2 separate regions of the Sus scrofa genome follow, and region 2 is linked to region 1. The links are chromatin contacts, called in public HiChIP or PLAC-seq maps. All regions are on one chromosome and are shown on one strand. The core of a region is the stretch at or near the end of the contact, and the rest is flanking DNA. Distances in the headings are between cores, read along the strand shown.

What was found. HiChIP or PLAC-seq counts read pairs in DNA pulled down with a chosen protein or histone mark.
Region 2: a contact with region 1 is called in an H3K27ac HiChIP or PLAC-seq map of skeletal muscle. The contact joins the enhancer-like site here to the promoter of NFATC3 in region 1. A contact is called at or near these places in 11 of 47 Hi-C or Micro-C datasets (alveolar macrophages, blood, embryonic fibroblasts and 3 more) and 2 of 2 datasets of contacts at active chromatin or transcription factors (alveolar macrophages and skeletal muscle).

Annotation. Positions count from the first base shown.
Region 1 is chr6:28,664,641-28,668,166 of Sscrofa11.1, reverse strand. It overlaps NFATC3 (nuclear factor of activated T-cells, cytoplasmic 3), which reads right to left and starts at 1,709. Exons shown (of 10, transcript XM_021094122.1): 1 at 1,221-1,709. The coding sequence starts at 1,323.
Region 2 is chr6:28,714,200-28,717,725 of Sscrofa11.1, reverse strand. It overlaps NFATC3 (nuclear factor of activated T-cells, cytoplasmic 3), which reads right to left. Exons shown (of 10, transcript XM_021094122.1): 3 at 2,747-2,909. Among named protein-coding and RNA genes, the nearest start is that of NFATC3, 50 kb to the right of the region's middle. Within about 2 kb of position 1,960, at least 1 of the 83 cell types and tissues checked has an H3K27ac peak or open chromatin away from gene starts, as enhancers often do. A contact at or near this core is called in skeletal muscle, where this site is marked.

The sequences.
Region 1 (3,526 bases), core at 460-2,959:
CCACTTTTCCCATTTCTACCACTATTGTAACATGCATCACCGTTCAAGTCAGTCTAGTAACAGTTATTTGGGTTATGTGCATCCATCATAACACTACAAAGTACCTAACATACCTTCAACATAATTGCTGCTCAGATGATGTCAGTGGAACTGAAATAAACGCAACCGAGAAATAACTACTACCATAAACTATTACGTTGAAAAAGACATTTAACATATAAATACTAACAGGACTGATAATACAAATACTTCCTTATGCCATACATTCAGATGTGTTTTTTAGTGCAACCCTACAGAACAGTCTGTTGAGCATCAATATCAACATGAAGTAATTCGCTTAATACCCGGAAAGAATAAATGGAGATTAGACATATCCACCTTCCTTCTGAAATTCGCCTGCAAATGCAATAGGAAAACTGAACTTAATGAACCACAGTATTCCAAACCAGGTCACAGGAGAGCTCCAAGTCCCCAGCCATCCTGTTTCTATTTCCTGATTGGTCTGACCTCCAAGCATTATGGTGTCCACTCTTCACAATTCATGATCTCCTTTAAAACATCTTGTGAGGTGAGCTTTTTCTCAAAATAAAAATGTACTTCCAGAACTTTCTAGGAGATTTACGAACAAGGTACTCCACTTCTTAAAATTTTCTGAAACACTTTGCTCAAGAAAAGAAATCGTTTTCAGAAAAGTCCCGTTATAGTTACAGCTCGAATTAAATGTGGGCCATATTAAACTTGCACAAGTCGACGTTAACACTAAGGCATTACTCTCCTACCAAAGTAGATTTAAACAGACATGTGCTGGAATTTTAGAGAACTCCTACACTTCCAGAATGCGCATCGTTCAAATAAAGATTGTTTTTAAAACCTAGAATAGACGAAAAACCAAGCCTGCTTACACTTCATAGGGACATTTCCTCCGCACCACGCTGGCAAAGCAGCGACAACCAGACGCCACTTGGGCAGCAGCCCGGACCCTCAGACTCCAAACCCCGGGCGTCCAGGGGCCACAGCGTCCCGGAGTCGAGTTCCCCTCCAGTTTGCTTCCAGCCAAGCTGCGGCCACTTCCACGTCGCTGCGACCTACACGCCTCCTCAGCAACACACACACACACACACGACAACCAGACCTGGGACAACCAAAGGAATAGGGAGGGGACGAGCTCATGAGAGCGAGAAGAGTAGACGCTCTGCGGTCTCGCCCCGCCCGGCACCCACCTGCAGGCCGCGAGCCCGGGGGTGGCGGCGCCGACGCCCCGTCCTCGCCAAAGACGAGTTTAAAGTCGAGCTCGTCGGGGGCGCCACAATTTGCAGTAGTCATCGGCGTGGCCCAGGGTGCTGCGGCTCCTCCTCAGGCGGCGGCAGCGGCGGCGGCTCCTCAGCGCCGCTTCATGCCGGGCCGCGCCGGCCAGGAGGTCGCAGCTCCACAGCAAACTTTCCGGGCGGGGACCGCGACGCCGAGCGTTTCGTTCCGAACTCTAATACTGGCCGCGGGCCGAAACACCCTAGGAACCCCCGTCACCGCCAGTCGTCGGTGCCCAAGCTGGCACGGTCGCCTTAGACGATATTCCCCGCCCCCCCCACAGCCGCCGCCGCCACCACCACCGGCGCGCTCCCGCGCCTTGCCGCGCGCCCGGCCCCGCCCCCTACCGAGCGCCCATCTGACCTGGCAGCCCATAGGCCACCGGCCTCGCGGGCTAGCCCGACGGCCCCGCCCTCTCACTGCCCTACCGCGTGACTCAGTCCCGCAGAAGGAAGTCACGTGACTAAGGAGCGCTAGCTAGCCCTGCTACCTCTTGGGACTTGTAGTTTGGCCTGTATTCTTTCAACTATTTCTGAAATAGGACCCGGCACCGCGGTATGGGGTCCAAAACGTAATTGGATTGAGGGGCCCACCACCAGCCAATCGGAGAAGATCCCTTTCCTTATTGGGCAGACCCCATGTCGTGGAAGGAGCACAAGAGCCTTGGGATTATGGTTCCATTGACGAGCAACTGTAGGGTTATTCTTGCTGACTGGGTTTGGGGAAGGTATCAGCGCCCGGGAGGGTACGTGGATGTCACATACCCTCACCCCAAGCTCAATGGCGGAATCTGAAGAAGGCAGGGACTGGATCGAGCTTCCACCTAAGGTGGGGCGGAGCCAGAGGAGACCTGGGTTGCGCGAGTCTCAAGTCTGAGCTATCCATCGCTACAGACCCACCCCTGGGGGGCGGGGCCATTGCTCCGCTGGATGAGTCTTTGTCTGTCCCCACCACCCAACCTGGCAGCTGCTCCCTCCAGGACAGTCGGCGCGTTCGAGGCCTCGGCAAAGCCCCATGAGCAAGGTCTGTCCCGTGCTGGAAGTCAGGCAGACTGAATGGGAAAGCCTGTGGTGAACTCGCACCACCCAAGGCGCTCCGTGTCTTCTGCATCTTGTCGCACATCCACGGAAGTCAGAGAGATCGTGCTGGTCGAACCGCGTTAGTGGGGAGGAAATTACACTGTCTGAAGAACAGTTTTCACTCTCGGCCTCTCCCCAGCGGGCGTGTCTTCCCTTGAGACGATCCAAGACGTCTCCTCCTGGGGCTTGGGGTGGAGGCCATGCCCAGGGACGCAGAGCCTGGCTTGTTTACTTAGGCACAAGGTGGACCGAGAGCAGGGAGAGGTGGCAGAGACCAACTCCCCTAGCTCCAGGCCCGGAGGGGCATAGCATCCTTAAAAGTGCACTGCCAGAGTAACCAGGGTGCTGTGGCTCAGAAGCTTGCGTGTAGGTGCAAGAGCCCAAACATATCCCAAAGGCCCTGGAGAAGAGTGCAGAGATGTCTCAATATGTGGACTGGCAACCTGAGCTACCAGGGGACCCTGAGGAGAGCCCAACTAGGCCTAAGGTCAGGAGGACTGGGATCATGCAGAGAGAGCACTTGAGACGTTTATCGTGGATTGGCTCATCCCTGAGGTCATAAAACTTTTCCTGCCCTGTTCTCTGTACTCATACCTGTGCTGGTCCTGGGGACACAGATAAATTAATCTCCCTTCAGGCATCAGGGAGGGGAGGCCAGCAAAGCTATAATCACTGTGCAGAGATTAGGGCTGTGCCAAGAGCTCAGAGAAGGTACATAATCCCCCTGGCTGCAGGCTTCCCAAGAGTCTAGGAGGTATTTGGAGAGATGGACAAGGAGTACAATGGTTCCCTGCAGAGAACAGATATCCAAAGACTCAGAGACCAGAAAGTATATGCAGTGAACAGAAAGCAAAGGTAAGACCAGATGAATGGCCAGAGTGCTGCATGCCACTCCAAGGTATCTGGACTTATTCCTGAGGGCAGTGGGGAGCCATGAAAGGGTTTAGAGCAGCAGACTTCCATGTTCAGAATTCTGAACGAATCACTGAATTGAGTGGAGAGGATAGAAGCAGAAGGTAACAGTAGTCAAGGAGAGAGAGCGAATGGCATTAAGTAGGTGAAATATCCTTCCAATAAGCTGTCCTGCCTTCACAGGATCTCAACTTTGAAGACCTAAGTGTGGAATTTAGAGCCCCAACGCC
Region 2 (3,526 bases), core at 711-3,210, 49 kb before region 1:
GTACACATGATATTGTCCACTCTCCTGAGCCAAACCCAACCAGGCCTATCCTAACTAATTCTCTACCTTTTTGCCCCAACCACCTCAGGCTACAGACCTCTCAAACAAAATGGGAGGAAAAGACATGGCAATTAGGCAACCATAATATACAGTTTTTGTTTTTGTTTTTACTTAATGAAAAAAATAAGAAATTATGCTAAAGACAATTGAAAAATAGAATAAAAATGAAAACAAAGCCTTCGCTCAACACACACACATAGAAGAAAACCCAGAAACAGAGTCTGGTGAGTGTTCCACACTAAAAATTTGAACAATATAAATTCAATAAATCATGAGACCATTCCCCCTGTGGCTCAGTGGTTAACAAACCCAATTAGTATCAATGAGGATGCCGGTTCACTCTCTGGCCTTGCTCAGTGGGTTAAGGATCCGGCACTGCCATGAGCAGTGGTGTAGGTCGCAGATGCAGCACGGATCCAGTGTTGCTGTGGGTGTGATATAGGCTGGCAGCGGTAGCTCTGATTTGACTCCACACCTGGAACTTCCATATGCTGTGGGTGCAGCCCTAAAAATAAAAATAAAATAAAATAACATAAACCATGAGACCAATAAAGTGATAAAATATCAAATGACTGGAAAGTGGAGCCAAGGAACCAAATTAAAATTCAAAACATGGACTTCCGGAGTTCCTGTTGTACTGCAGTGGAAATAAACCTGACTAGTATTCATGAGGATGCAGGTTCAATCCCTTGCCTCACTCAGTGGGTCAAGGATACGACATTGTGGTGTAGGTTACAGATGCAGCTTGGATCCCACGTTGCTGTGGCTGTGGCATAGGCCAGCGGCTGTAGCTGCCATGTGACCCCTAGCCTGGGAACTACCATACGCCACGAGTGCAGTCCTTTTTAGACAAAAACAAAACAAACAAAAATCAAGGACTTCCCTTGTAGCTCACAACATAACCACACAGCGTTGCTTCTAAAATTCAAAACACAGTCGCAGATCTAAAAGCTAAATTAGAAACAGCAAGTGACAGGGAGTTCCCGATGTGGCTCAGCAGTTCAAACCCAACCTGAATCCATGAGAATGAGAGTTCATTCCCTGGCCCCGCTCACTGAGTTAAGGATCCATGGGTTAAGGATCCAGTGTTGCCTTGAGCTGCCAGCGTAGGCTGCAGACAGGTCAGATCTGGTGTTGCTGTGGCTGTGCCAGGAACTTCCAAATGCCACAGGTTTGACACTCCCCACCAAAAAAAAAAGAAGCAGCAAGTGACAAATATATCAAAAACATCGGAGTTCCCGTCGTGGCGCAGTGGTTAACAAATCCGACTAGGAACCATGAGGTTGCGGGTTCGGTCCCTGCCCTTGCTCAGTGGGTGAACGATCCGGCGTTGCCGTGAGCTGTGGTGTAGGTTGCAGACGCGGCTCGGATCCCGCGTTGCTGTGGCTCTGGCATAGGCTGGTGGCTACAGCTCCAATTTGACCCCTAGCCTGGGAACCTCCATATGTCGCGGGAGCGGCCCAAGAAATAGCAAAAAGACCAAAAAAAAAAAAAAAAAAAGGAAGTCTTAAAAAAAAAAAAAAATCACAATAAATGATTTAAAAAGACATTAAAATATCCAGAGAAAAGAACATAGATATGGAGGATGGACAAAGACAAGTCAAGATCTGAGGAGCAATTGGAGTCTCTGAAGTAAAGGACAAAACAAATGGAATAGGAAATGTATATAGATACATAATGTAGATTTTCCTTGCAGTAGGGAAGAATCTCAATTTGAAAGGGAGCATCATATGCACTGGGAAACTAAAAGGAACTATCAACATCCAAACATACTCTGGTTAAATCAGTAATTTCAAGTATAATGAATGATTTATTTCTTTAAGAAACAAGTTAGGAGTTCCTGCTATGGTTCAGTTGGATCGACAGCATCTCTGCAGTGCCAAGGACACAAGTGCAATCCCCAGCCCAGAACAGCAGGTTAAAGGATCCGGCATTGCCACAGCTGTGGTGGAGGTCACAACCACAGCTCGGATGTGACTCCTGGCCCAGGAACTCCATATGCCTCAGAGAGGCCAAAAACGGAAAAAAAAAAAGAAAAAGAAAAAAGAAAGGAAATTAGAAAAAAATGTCACTCACAGGGAGAATATAAAACATTGATGATATTGATAATATCCAAAGTGTTAGTCTCCCCTTAAACAGGGAATCAGATATTTTCTTTTTGGCCACATCTGTGGCATATGGAAGTTCCCAGGCCGGGAATCAAACCTGCACCACAGTAGTGACACCATGGGATTCTTAACCCACTATGCCATCAGGGAACTCCTACTTGGAATATGAATCAAATGTTATCTGAGGAATTTAGATTTTAGCTAATTTATTGTTTTATTTGCTCTAGTTTTCTGTATTATTTCGATTTTAAAGAAGCATGTATTGTACATATAAACAACACAGTCATTTTTTAAATCATAAAACAACTATTGAGCATTATAATCTTCTTTCCCCAGAGTTTAACCAGCTGGAGAGTCAGTCCAGGAAGAATATCTTTTAACCTAGCCAAAACAAAACAAACAAATAACAAAAAAAAGAAAAACCTCAATGCAGAAATGCTGCTATATCGACAAGGAGACAAAACCTCAATAGAAGATTTCTAGGTCTGAAAATTTTCTCTTTGGGCTCAATAGTACCTGACTGAATAGACTCTTTCATTAACAGCTGTATGATATCTACAAAATACCAAATCTCATACCTTCACAACAGGATGTCCCCCAGTAGATGCTTTTACAGCTCCTCGGCTACCTTCAGTTTCATAATGGGCTCGATGGTGAGTTTTAGGCTGCACTTCTATTTTCAGTTCACACTGTCCAAAATGAGTTGGTAAAGGCCAGTCTAGTGGAGGTAATGAAGATGTGCTATAAACAAAACACACAAAGACGCATTTCACCATGCTATTATTGTCAAGCAGTGATTCAAATTACTTCTTTGAAAGTACCAACATTTCTTCCTGTGATCTACAAAATGAAGTATTCCCAAAACAACTTCACTTATGGAATTTTCCTTTGGCACAGCTGGTCAATGATCTGGCATGATCACTGCATCAGCTTGGGTCACTGCTTTGGCACAGGCTCGATCCCTGGCCCAGGAATTTTCACAAGCTGCAAGAGCAGCCAAAAAAGACAAAAACCATATAATACTTCATTCAGTAAGTTATAACATTTGCTATGGTGGCTATTTAAAAAATAACTTTCACCTGAAGAATAAAATCAATTTTTATCTACTTTTTCATTTCCGGGTTTTTTTTTTAAAAAGGACAAATTCTAACATTTTATAAAACTGTAAACAGGAGTTCCCACTGTGGCTCAGTGGGTTAAGAACCTGACATAGTGTCTGAGAGGATGCGGGCTCGCTCAGTTAAGGATCTGGTGTTGCTGCAAGTTGTGGTGTAAGTCTCAGATGTGGCTCAGACCCAGTGTTGCTGGGGTTGTGGCACAGGCCTGCAGCTGCAGCTCCAATTTGACCCCTAGCCTAG